Regions from separate parts of the Thunnus thynnus genome. Here region 1 is linked to region 2. A link is a contact called in public Hi-C data. All regions are on one chromosome and are shown on one strand. Each heading gives the region's core, a stretch centred on a gene start, on an enhancer-like site or on the middle of the called end of the contact. The rest is flanking DNA. Distances are from core to core; before and after follow the strand shown. Region 1 holds the start of LOC137176882 (ras-related protein Rab-9A-like). Region 2 holds the start of LOC137177390 (histone deacetylase 4-like).

Region 1 (6,274 bases), core at 458-2,957, 130 kb after region 2:
TAGAAAACGGTGAGCATGTGAGTCAGTAATCTGCCGTTCCGAACTGCCTCTGGGACGGAAATCCCATGGTCCTCCACTCTCCATGCATTTAGCCAACGTGGCACAATGACTCATTTACACGTCACTGTGACATCATATCGAGGGGCCTTTACTGTACAGGCCAAAAGCTGTTTAAATCACTCTTTAAATGTATTTAAATGTGGGTTTTTTTGTGTGTTAAGCACTTGTGTTCCTGTTTTCAATCCACATCAGACTGTATAGGCCAGTTATAGGACATGCAGCAAATATTAGTCACACTGTGAGACCAATAGTTCTGCTTTCATGTCACATGTTTGTAGATCTCATTTTGGTGTAAAACTTCTACATTTTTGAACTGAAAGTGCATGAGATGCACACCTCCATCATGCAAATATAGCTCCTTGAAGTGGATTTACTCTGTTCTTTATTTTCATTTCTTTCACCGTTTGTGTTCCTCCCGTTGAGAATGTTCTTCGGCGCAAATCAGAGACATCCAAAGATAAAATTCCCCTGCAACGAAAATCCCCCTCTTCATGGTTAATCGAATGTCATCAGATATGGAGCAGCTGTATCTTGTCAGTCAGATACAGTAGGAGTGTGGCTGTGTGGTATCTCTCTCTCTCTCTCTCTCTCTCTCTCTCTCTCTCTCTCTCTCTCTCTCTCTCTCTCTCTCTCTCTCTCACTATCTCTGGCATTTATCTGTCCTGTGTCCGCTCTCAGATCCGCTCACTATCTTGTGGGTGTTGTGTTGGATGACGGCTTTCACCCTTTAGGTCATGGTGGCCTGTCAAATCAGTTGTGTGTAATCGTCATCGTTCACACACAAACAGGTAAAATATACTTGACAGAAGTAAGATGTTGGAGTTGTCATATATGAAGTGTCTAGTTTACAAGAAAACAATTTCAACCCACTTTAATAGGCATAAATTGTTATAATCTTTGCACATTAATGCAGGGCAAGAGCATTGTACAAGGAATATTGCAGTAATATACAATTTATATCCCACACTGTCAGGTCCTTTGAACCAGTGGTTTCCAACTGTTGTCTACACACTAAACGGGGTTAAAATTTTACCCAGTTTGGGTCAATATAGCACCAGTACAACATAGGGTTAACTTTACCCAGAAGCAAACTGTTATTTTGACTCAGTGTTACAAGCTTTAGCTAAAAACTGACACAAATTTATAGTTTCTTGTACAAAACGATGTGCATATGACATTCAAAAGATACATAGACATTCAAAAGTTATTAACAATCAATAACAAACTGTGATGGGTAAGTTTAAAAAGAGTAGAGTAGATTATAACAAGCTGTAGTTTGAGTAAATAACCCTAGAGTTAAAAAAAAAACCAAAACACTAAAACTGGGTCAAAGCAACCCCTTGTCTTGAGTGACAGTAAGTTATTTTGAAACATTTTTTAACTTACTAAGTGTTCTGCATGTTTTCAGTCATACATAATTTGACTAGTTTTAATGTCGACCTAATCTCTAAATTTTAGAGCCTTTAATTCAATAATTCCAAAAGATCAAACACAAAATCAAATGTGGATGCACATGTCTGACCGCATCCAGGAAAGCGCATGATGAGTGGAGGATGGTTTCCAGCCGGAGGGACAAACTCTCGCGAGGCTAGCGTTAGGGTTTTGTATAGGTTATTATTAAGATATCGCGAGAGTTCCACCCTCCGGCTGATCCAATCTAGCACCAACCGTGACACACTCGGGTCATATGAGCGTCATCAGCGGCTGAGGGTCCAGAGAACTGCGGGGACACCATCCGGAGCGCCATGACACCGGCTGACAGCATCACCCTCCCGGGATGAATGACAGGTATTTAACCGCCACACCGACAGGTACACTTAACTGAGAAAGGAAAAGTTTTATTTCAATGACAAAAAATGTCCATTTGCTGTCGTTTTAACCCGCCGGTAAAGTGGCGAGTGTGCAACTGTTAGCGCGTCCATTATCGGACAGCTGCAGTTTGTGGAAAAGCTTCCATTATCGGACGAATCCAGCGCAGTCGTGCTTTTCCCCATAGTTTCCTCAACATTTTGACGACGACATAACACAGGCAAGCGATTTTTCATATTTAGACACCTCAATGCACTCGTAGGCTAGTTTTTGTATCAATAAACGTCTGTTTTTTAGGTCATTTTATGCTAACTGAAATCAGTCAGGCGAGTCTGCTTTTTCACAAGTTGTCGCGGTTAACCACTTGTATTTTCCATGATGTTGTATCCATCATTGCCTACATTTCCACATTTTTTGAACTCTTTTTTTTCAACAAGAGTGGAGAAAGAAAGTAGAAGTCATGCTGGAGAAGAATAAAGGGGAGTAACAGATGGATAACATTCACCATGATCGACTGAGTGTCCGAAAATGGATCCTTTCAAGCTCCATTAGATAAAGTATTACAGCAAACAAAGCTGTATTTATGATTTAATAATATTTTCAGTGCAAACAGTTAACTGTACTTTGATTTAGACGTTGGCAAAGTTACAAAGTAAACTTTAAAATGCTGTTTTCGACCTTTTTATCACGCTGTTTGAGTTTCCTGTTTCCTATCAATAAATCTGGTTTATTGATAGGAAGCATGTTATTTCCTCACCCACAGCAGAGGTGTCACCTGACCAAACTCTCCTACCATGTCTCTCTGTTATCCTGCTGATTTAGCATATCTGTTCTTGCTCTGCATTTAGAAAACACCAATAGAAATATTGCATTTTGTGGACCTAAATCAAATTATGTGTTTATATGTGATTTTATTGGAAATAATCCAGCAGAACAGCCTCCTCTTTAAATAGTAGCCTGCTGCTGAACCAGGCACATGACTCCTGTGTGTGTGTGTGTGTGTGTGTGTGTGTGTGTGTGGGTGTGTGTGTCTGTCTGTGTGTGTTCATTCATTCCTGCTCTCGTTTACAAATGTTAATGCTTCCCCAGAAGAAATGACAGGAGCGTCGCTGGAGTCTGTGTTTTTAAAGGTCCCAAGACAAAGACATCATTTACCAGATTTTGTGTCTTTAGGCTGAAAATGCATTCTGCTGCCAGTTCATGTGATAGCGCAGCCTATAAGCACTGAATCCCAACTCAGGGACTTAACTCTTCACTTCATTCAAGTCTTTAATGTCCAATAAGATGTGGATTTGGTCAATCTTGTCCTAAGACATACATTAGTTAGATAACTCTAGGTGTGAAGAAATACTCCACTTACAAAATGTATCTTCGAGTGTGACATAATCACCCGCTGTAGGCTTGTAGCGTGACACGGGAGTAGTGTATTTAGCCACAGTGTGGAGAAACTATGACTGTGCCTGAACGTACAGATTAATAGCAGAGTAATCGATTATGTTGCAGGAGCTGATTTAGAAGCATTGCAACTATTGTGAATCCAAGTTGACTGCAGCTGCTGTCCTCTGTGAAGCGAACGTGAGCGGAACTTTTTACAGCCACGTTTCAGGCCCACAAGGGGGTAAGAATTTGTTAGTGGAAAGATAGATTTTTGTGGAGTATTTCTTGAGAGTGGTTGCTGTACATTTGGCCCAACACATACTTAAGTTAAATGCACGAAGAGAAGTATTTATACCAGTATTTGTTATCCATTAGAGCTACAATGATTAGTGGATTTATCTGGGGCTGCAACTTTAGAAGGCAAAATGTTACAAAATAGTGAAAAACTTGCATTCATAATTTCATAGAAGCCCCTGTGATGTCTTTAATTTGCTTGCTTTGTCTGAATAGTCCAAAAACAAAAGATATTTGATTTAGTGTCATGTATGATAAAGAAAAACAGAGAATCGTCACATTTTATAAAGGCTGGAAGCAGATAATTTTTGGCATTTTTGCTGGAACAATGGTTGAAATGATTATTCAATTATCAAAATAGTTGCTGATTCATTTTCTACTAATTGTCGCAGCTCTAAATGGATCAATCAGTAAATTAGCAGTGGATTCATCTGCGACTGTTTTGATAATCTAATAATTATTTAAGTTCTCATGTTTTTGACTGTTGGTCGGACAAAACAAGACGTAATCTTGGACTCTGGGACTCGTCCTGATTTGCTGACGTTTTACAGACTGAATGATTAACCAGCAGATTAACCGTTAATGAAAAAAGTCATCAGTTGCAGCCGTAGCACCCACTCGCTTCCTTACACTGTGACAACCAGTGATGGATGAGTGAGGAGACGCTACAATCTCACTCTGCTCCATCTTACTATCTGAACTGTGATGGATGAACTGATCCAAAGCTCCTCCTCGCTCGCATTTAGAACTCCCACCTTCCTCTCAAGAGATTTGTTCTGGGATGTGGGTGGAGTGAAGCAGTATGTAAAGTATGCAAGTGTGTGGTACGGGATTAAATTTGCACTTAAATCCGCATTTTTTCCAGCTGAGCCTCTTGAGTGCCCTCGGCCACTTGGAGATCTGTGGAGTTAAATAATCTCTTTTTCCTCTCTCTCTCTCTCCTTCAGATTTTAAAGAAAATGAGCCGTGTGCAGACATAACGGTGAGAAATGGTTTCAAATGCTTTTGTCTGCTGTTGACCGTGTTGAATGTCATCACTTGTGGACGACTCACTGGGTCCTGTGATCAGCGTCCATGTGATGCACAGCATGGATCGTTTCATGCATACAGTACACACAGTGTATGAAGTTCATTAGTTGCATAGTGTAATGAGGGGGCTGAGGCTGTTTAATAGGATTAGCTAGTTGACTGACTTTAATTAGTGCGAGTGTGAGGAAAAGATGTAAACAGTCTGCATTAGTTTTTATTTTTCAGTTGGGGATAAAGTGAAAGTTGGCTGAGAAGTTTGTTCTTATCTCAAACACAACTTTATCTGTGAGGCGTAAGGTACAAACTCACTGCAGTCACTGCTTAATTAAATAAAAGTACCAACACACCCAGTGTCAAACTGACTGTCGCATTGTCTGACAAAGACCTACTAACATTAAAACTGTGCTTAAGAGGAATTCTGCTTGGTTTCAGTATGAGCTGTTTCCAAATCACTCATACATGTAAGCATAATAGTTCTCTGTAAGTATGAGTATATACAGTACATAGACAGTATGAACACCGCGCTGTCAGAACAGTCCCATAGTGTTCTTTGTTTAGTGATTTAATTGAATGAGATGCTCTATCAAATTTACTTACTGAATATGAATCGTTTAGAATTTGCTATATAAATGCTGCCATTGTTTATTGAAACAAAAATTGCAAAAACTATGAATTATTTTAAGTTTGGATATATATTTCTTGAGTATAACACCTTTTTTTCAATAGTTCTGATGGTGTAATTCTTGATACGACCATGAGATGGTGCCAAAGTAAAGAAATTTAAAAATACTACACATATTGGCCGTTATACGCAAGATGCGATATTCAAAGAACTAAACGTTTTGCTAGATCATGTATCTGCTGAGCTTGAATGTTCATTATTGACCTTGGAAAGCGCAGTTTAATGAAATTCTTAGCAAAAACGCCACTTACTGTAAAATGTACGTAGCTTTCAGCCACATCTTGTGGTTTAACTAAATAAACATGGTCAAGTGACTTCATGCTAAGTTTTGTCAAACAATATATTTGCTATTTAGCTAAATGGCTGCCTGAATATTTTGTACCTTTCTCTTTGCTGATGAAAGAGAAAGAGCAGATAAAGGATTCAAGAAGTCATTTGTTAGACTCCAATAGCATAGCAGGTATTTTAACAACTTGGACAACTATCGGAGCCCAACATTCTACATACTAAATAATATACCCCAGTGTGGTAATACTAACTAACAAAATTTACACAAACACAAAAATAAACAGGCTCAGACTGAGTCTATCATGGTCTAACATAGCCATTAAGTATCACTATTTAACATAGAATAGTAATAATGCTTTGAAAAACATTTTTTAAGGGATTCTTTCTCAAAAATGTAAAAATTAAATGTGGAGAAAAAAACAGAGATAGATAAAACAAGATTGTGGATGTGGTTTTCTGCACTTTTTCTGTCTCAGCTGATTTAAAGTTTTTGTGCTTTTGCAGGTGAAAGTCCTCTCGTCATTGTTGGTGTCTCCAAACCTTCCGTGCAGCCTAACAAGCCTTCAGCCATGATGTCTAAGTCAGCTCTCTTGAAGGTGATCCTTCTGGGTGACGGCGGCGTGGGCAAGTCATCGCTCATGAACCGCTACGTCACCAACAAGTTCGACTCGCACCTCTTCCACACCATCGGCGTGGAGTTCCTCAACAAGGAGCTGGAGGTGGACGGCCACAGCG
Region 2 (6,315 bases), core at 3,003-5,502:
TACAGTCACAGGAGGCAGAAAAAAAGCAGCAAATCCTCAAATTTGTCAAATAACTGACATAATCAACTGATTATAAAACGATTCTTTCATCACTATTTACAGTAACATCCCACTGCTTCAAAATTAATACAGTTTAGCACCTGTATTCAACTTGGTTAGACTGCATGAAAAACTATTCTATGAATTAAAAAATATATTTATTCTCACTCACATGTTGCAGAATCCCACAGACTCGACAGAGTTGGATTCTTCATCGTCGTTCGATCCTTTGGCTACGCCTCCATCCACACAGAAAGCTCCGACCACCTTTACACACACACACACACACACACACACACACACACACACACACACACACACACACACACACACACAGATGACAAAAAAAAAAAAGATTGAAAGCTACCGAAGAACACTTAAGTCTTACAAAGAATACAAAACCAACCAGGATAAGGTTTACGAGTCACATGACCATCACTACACTAGGCTTGTTTTCCTTGTTCATGTGTATCTGCTGTTGTGTTGTCATGGCGCCCACCTTGCCCGTTGCGGTGTTAATGAGTTTGGCGCAGCCGTCCACTGACCCCGTCAGCACCAGAGAGCCGTCCTTGTTGCACGCCAGACAGGTCAGCGCCCCCTTGTGTCCGTCCTGACCTGCCGAAACGTGAAACGACGTACGTTTTCTCAATTCTCATCCTTTTATCAGAATTCGTGCGGAGCAGAAACTTTAGCTTGTGTCCGTTTTGTCTTTGTACATCTCAATTATTTGCACCAAATCACCAAAAGTGGACTGGAAACATTAGTTTCCACTGATTGTATTTTTGTTGCTGTTGCCTGTTTTATTGGGTTGTAACTGCATTTTATTAATGTCAGATACTTTTATAGTTTCCCTTATTGCCTTTTATTTACTGTTGTCGTCTATTTGTATATAACTTTGTCACTATAGTGAGAGAAGCAGTTTCCATAAAGCTGCTGTTTATATTCCTTTTATTTAAAATGTAAACTAAAATCAGCCCATTACTCAATGACCTCTTCGTTTTGCTATGTCATCCCCTTACATGGCAGAATAACTTTCCCGCTGTGGTTGAAACAGACCGAATAACATCAGATGTTTTCCAGTGAATCACTCAAACACGCACTTCCCTTGAAAGCAGAAATCTCCTCGTTGTCTTGCCTCAGCTCTTTTATGAATGTGATCTCTCTACAAGTTCTCTCCCTCCAAAATTTAAAAGGTAACGTGAGAGCCGCCACTCACCTTTAATGACGTGGATAGCATTGCCCTGCTTCAAATCCCACACTCGCACTGTCCCGTCCTCGTAACCCACCACAGCCCGTTTACCTGGAGATGAATGATGAAATATACACGTTAAAGTGAAACAAGTTAACATTTGAGGACTTGTTTTGATCAACTTCTCTCTAGATCTGTTTTAAAATGTGTCTCTTTAAATGTTTTACTACTTTTGAATATTCTAAAGCGTCTGATGACTCCATTTCAAAAAGGAAACGTCCTTTTCTTTTAGTCTCTTACCGTCGGGAAGGACTTTGCCACGGGTGGCCTGGCATGCAGAGCTCTGGAAGGTTTTACAGTCTCCTGAGGGGATCTTCCACATCCACACGTTGCCGTCGTCTGTTCCCGCCAGCAGCACCGGAGCACACGGATGCCACTCCAACCACTGCGGAGGAAGCCGGGCAGACAACCACCAATTAATTATTTTTCCTCTACCTTCCACTGCAGTTTACACAGTTTGTTACTTTTACCGAGCAGCCCTTATTAATGCTATTATGGGGTTGTGTGCCTTGCTAAAGGGCAACTCAGCAGCGGTGGTTGAGGAAGGGGGAGGAATGTCTGATCACTTACTTCCCTCTCACATGACCGCAAATTCTCAGCCTGAGCACTCATCCTCTCTTATTTCCTCATAAATACCTTCAACCCCAATAAAAACCCTTTACACAAGTGCTTACAGATGGAGAAACTGTAAACAAGACAAAATAATACACACTTTACATAAAATACACATTCTCTGCACTGAAACTTTTACCTCCAGATCGCCCACTTCGAAGGACCAGATCTCCTGTTTGGTCTCCACTTTCCAGACTTTAATCACGCCGCTCATGTCGCCCGAAGCCACCAGGGCGGAGTCGTGGCTGAACACGGCGCACGTCACGGAGTCTTTGTGGCCTGTGGAGGCAAAAATAAAAAAGGGTTGCAGCTAGAGATGAATTCACTGTCACACTGATGATTTCAGTTTGTAGTATCATGTATATGAATGAGCTAAAAGCTACAGGAAGACACCAAGAGCACTTCTACCCCCACGACGTTTGTGTTTATGTTCCTACCGCCTGGTTTCAGGAAGACAGGATGTAAACAAAAGGTGACATGGACTCACTTGTTAATTGAGTTTATCAGTAAAAAAATAGAGTTGTTCATGTTGTTCTGTTATGACTATTGGAGGAAAAATAACTCATCGGTCTGTTTTCTGACAGAGAATAACTCTTTAACATATTTTCGGTTCATTTTTTGCATTTCGTTCAGGTTATGATTTCTACGTTAACTAAATTTGATTGTTTTTACCTTTTACTCTCGTTTTAGCCGTCTGTTTTAGCCGTCTGTTTACACTAAGTTTGTATTTCTGACACTCAGATTGGGGCATTTTCAAAAAAGAATGTCAAGGCAGATGAATCTAAAAAAAAAAAGAGCCTGGTGTTTTAGTATAGATGAGGAAAAGGGAGCTTTTGGGCTATGTAGCAGTAGAGTAAAGACAACTTTATGATTAACAGGTAGGTTTTAGGAGCAATCACAAAATGCTATTTTATAACTGATGTTCCTTTAACAACTGAAAGAGAAAAGTAGTGCTGGTCTCTGTTTCTCACTGTTGACCAGAAGTTTAGGCTGCAATGTACAGTTTTGTCGTTTTGAATCAGGACGATGAACATGAGATTTAACATTTGCCTTTTATTTCAGCATTTTTGTGCTTAACAAAAATGACCTGAACACCAGTGAGGGTTCATTTTCACTCATAAACAGCATTTCAGCTCTCAGCCTGCCTTTAACAAACACTCACCTGTGCACTCAAACAGAACCTCTCCGTCGCTCACCCTCCAAACGTACGCCTTATCGTCCTCTCCTCCTGTTACCGCCAGGGTGTTTGTGGCTGGATCCAAGTTCACACAAAACACAGAGCCTGGACAGACAAACAGAGGATCAAATTAAACTTAACAGACTTAAAATGTGTCTGATGATAATAAAAGCACAAAGACAGAGGCAGGAAGTTACCGGTGTGTTTGGAGAAGGTGAGCTCGCTGTCATCTTGCTCTGCCTCTGCTTCCATATCGTCCTCCGTCTCCCAGCCTTCATCATCATCTGCGTTGTCAGGCGCTTCAAAGTCGACGTCCTCCAAGTTGTCAGCCAAATCATCTGTAAGTGGAAGAGGAAGTTTAAAAAAATGAGATTTTTTTCAACTGAAAGCTTCCAAAATAGGTTTGATTGGGTTAGATTTGACTAATTTGGACAGTTGAAGCTTCATATTAGCTTCAGATAAACTTTTAAATACATTTTTGCACAGAAGGAGGACTGTTGAATTTGTCCCCCATCACTTACATTGTAAGTGCATTATAAAGGGACCTTCTAGTGGTCAGTATGAACAGGAGAAATTATTTACAGAGAGAAAAACCTGTTCAGTGTTCATTTGTACACCTGACTGTCGTTATAAGACACTCTTGAAAAATTGTGAACTTGTCCTTTAAAGCTAGTGAGGGTTTTTGAGGGCCTAAAGGTGTTTCGTCCCTGAACTACTAACAGAAATAGTGTAATTTCTTCTGTGACATAAGGTAGTTTTGAATGTTTTATTACAGTTTAAAGGGTGTCTGATCAAATAGATCAAATGGTTAACACTTTTCTACCCACCGGGACCAGGCTCCGTGTCGTTTAGGTCGATAACCTCAATAATTTCCTCATCTCCGTGGATGTCAATCGCATTTTCCTCCGTGTTATCCATACTGTTAGCACGCTGAAAGCTAGTAAAACAACCGAAAAGTAACGTTAACCGAGCTGGTAAAGCTAGCTACTACTTTTAGCTACGCACAGACTCGTAACGTATTTAAAGCTACACTTTCGCTAATAAACGTTATGTGAATTTAGATAAGCAATACTTAAATATCAAAATAACAGAGTCCCCATGTTTTCTTCACATGTTTCGGCGACTGGAGAGACAGGCGCAGATTGATGACGACATAAACCGTCAGCGTTCGTTTACGTCTTTGTCCACAAGATGGCGGAGTTGTAAAGAATGAAAACATGAGAGAGGCCTCAGAGGTGAGTTATGAAGCTGTCTCAACACTTTACTGTCTTCACCCTTCGCATTAACATTTTCATTAATACTTATGATAATAAGAATAATACATTTTATTCATAGAGCGCTTTTCTAGGTATTCAAATAGCATGATAATACTAATACAAAACTACTCCTGCCACCGGTGGTGGAAAGTAACCAAGTACATTTACTCAAGTACTGTACTTAAATAACGTTACATTTTTGAGGTACTTGTACTTTACTTGTACTTTACTTGTACTTTACATTTTATGCTACTTTATACTTCCAGTGAACTACATTTCAGAGGGAAATGTTGTACTTTCTACTCCACTACATTTATTTTACAGCTTTAGTTACTTTCAGATGAAGATTTGACACAATGGATAATATAAGAAAAAAATACAACACATTGTTAAAGATGAAACCAGTGGTTTACAACCTTTTTGGCTTTTGATGTCTTACAAAAAGCAGTGTGTAGTCGGGGTCACATTTAACATGTCTATGAGTTATTAACAGCTCCACCAAATAGTGATTTTTCCCTCTAAACTTCTCACATGGTTTCATTTCAATAAATGTTCAAATGATCCAATATTTCAGCAAAGATCAAAGATTAGAGAAAAAGTCCAAAAACTTTGTTTTTTCTTCTTTCCTCTCCTATTAATCATCTCACGACCCCTCAGGTTTATCTGGTGACCCTTTGGAGTCGATTTTTCATGCAGGACTTTTACTTGTAATGGAGTATTTTTACATTGCTGTATTGGTACTTTTACTTAAGTAAAGGAATCTGAATACTTATTCCACCACTGATCACAACTATAATACAGCTTATTCAAGTAATAAAATAGATTTAGCTAGATGTCTTAGCCATCATGATAGCCATCAGATTTACATGATATGTTCCAAGAGAAAACTTGAAACTTTACATATTATAGGTAAATACAGATAAATGGTACTATAGGATTATCCAAGGACTGTTGTATTTGTCCAGGTTAGTTTCAACTACTGGAAAACGAGCGTCACTGTCTACTTTCTATTTCTTTTTTATAGTGTAACCGTCGATATCCCATTCACTTGCATGAGAAAGTGTTTCCAAACTTTTGACTGGCACAGTACCTCCTCCAGGCATCATTATGGAATACAGAAAAGTCTGACTACTAATAACAATGGTCAAGCAGCAGCAGCACCATGCAGAGAACGTGTTGCTTTTAACATTGTTTCTATTTTTGTGCCGTCAGGGTTTCGTCCAGCAGCGACCCAGGAAGCAAAAGTCCTTGCATGTGCACATTTTTCTTGTCCTCTTACTAACTCTTAAAATATCATCATGGTGTGTTCCTCATTGTGTGACTGTGATGCCATCTCTCTACTGCATGCCTTCTTGTTAACGCAGCCTTGTCTTTCACTCATTCACTATTCCCCTGCGTGATTAAGACTCAGCGGCCTCCTCTCTTCTCTGTAGCGAGTAGTAAATTGAGAGTTCAGACACGTATGAATCATCATCATTCTGCTTCAATGCTGACAGGTGTCACAAAACTGTAATTTACACGTCTGTTATTACAGAGGCAAAGGTGACGCGAGGCATAGTGGGATTTTGAACTAAAAATAGGGAACACGCCATTGACAGTTCAGTCCTCAGTCCATTGAGGAAGTTATTGAACTTAAATTGTTCAACTTAAACTTCAGCTTTATTAAATGGCCCAAAGGAAATTTGGTTTGCAGCACCAATCTACTTGGAGATAAAATAAATAGAAAGATTAAGACAAATAAAGAGCTAAATAAAGTGCAGTTCTTGGTCAGATAAAGCTCAGGGGTGTACATTATGTCGCTGTATTGCGTTAAGATATTCAACCCACAGGAATAAGAGAAAGTCTCAACTTCTCATGTGGTTTACAGGACAGCTAAGAATCAACTGAGCCTTACTGATAACTCTTTGAAAAGAAATGCCTTGAAACTGGGTTTGCTGCATCCTTATCACCTTGCCAGTCAGTTTGAAGCAACCAAACTGAGC

Evidence for each region. Hi-C and Micro-C count contacts between places; a contact is called where the count stands out from the background.
Region 1: a Hi-C map of muscle shows a contact between it and region 2, with 3 times the contacts expected there. The contact joins the promoter of LOC137176882 here to the promoter of LOC137177390 in region 2.

Annotation. Positions count from the first base shown.
Region 1 is chr24:10,733,322-10,739,595 of fThuThy2.1, forward strand. It overlaps LOC137176882 (ras-related protein Rab-9A-like), which reads left to right and starts at 1,708. Exons shown (of 3, transcript XM_067582894.1): 1 at 1,708-1,848; 2 at 4,488-4,522; 3 at 6,044-6,274. The coding sequence starts at 6,109. LOC137177164 (transcription elongation factor A N-terminal and central domain-containing protein) reads left to right here. Exons shown (of 2, transcript XM_067583292.1): 2 at 1-429.
Region 2 is chr24:10,601,830-10,608,144 of fThuThy2.1, forward strand. It overlaps LOC137177390 (histone deacetylase 4-like), which reads left to right and starts at 4,253. Exons shown (of 27, transcript XM_067583676.1): 1 at 4,253-4,312. It overlaps aamp (angio-associated, migratory cell protein), which reads right to left and starts at 4,195. Exons shown (of 11, transcript XM_067583679.1): 1 at 3,905-4,195; 2 at 3,275-3,415; 3 at 3,063-3,182; 4 at 2,040-2,179; 5 at 1,529-1,673; 6 at 1,256-1,339; 7 at 539-654; 8 at 212-306. The coding sequence starts at 3,995.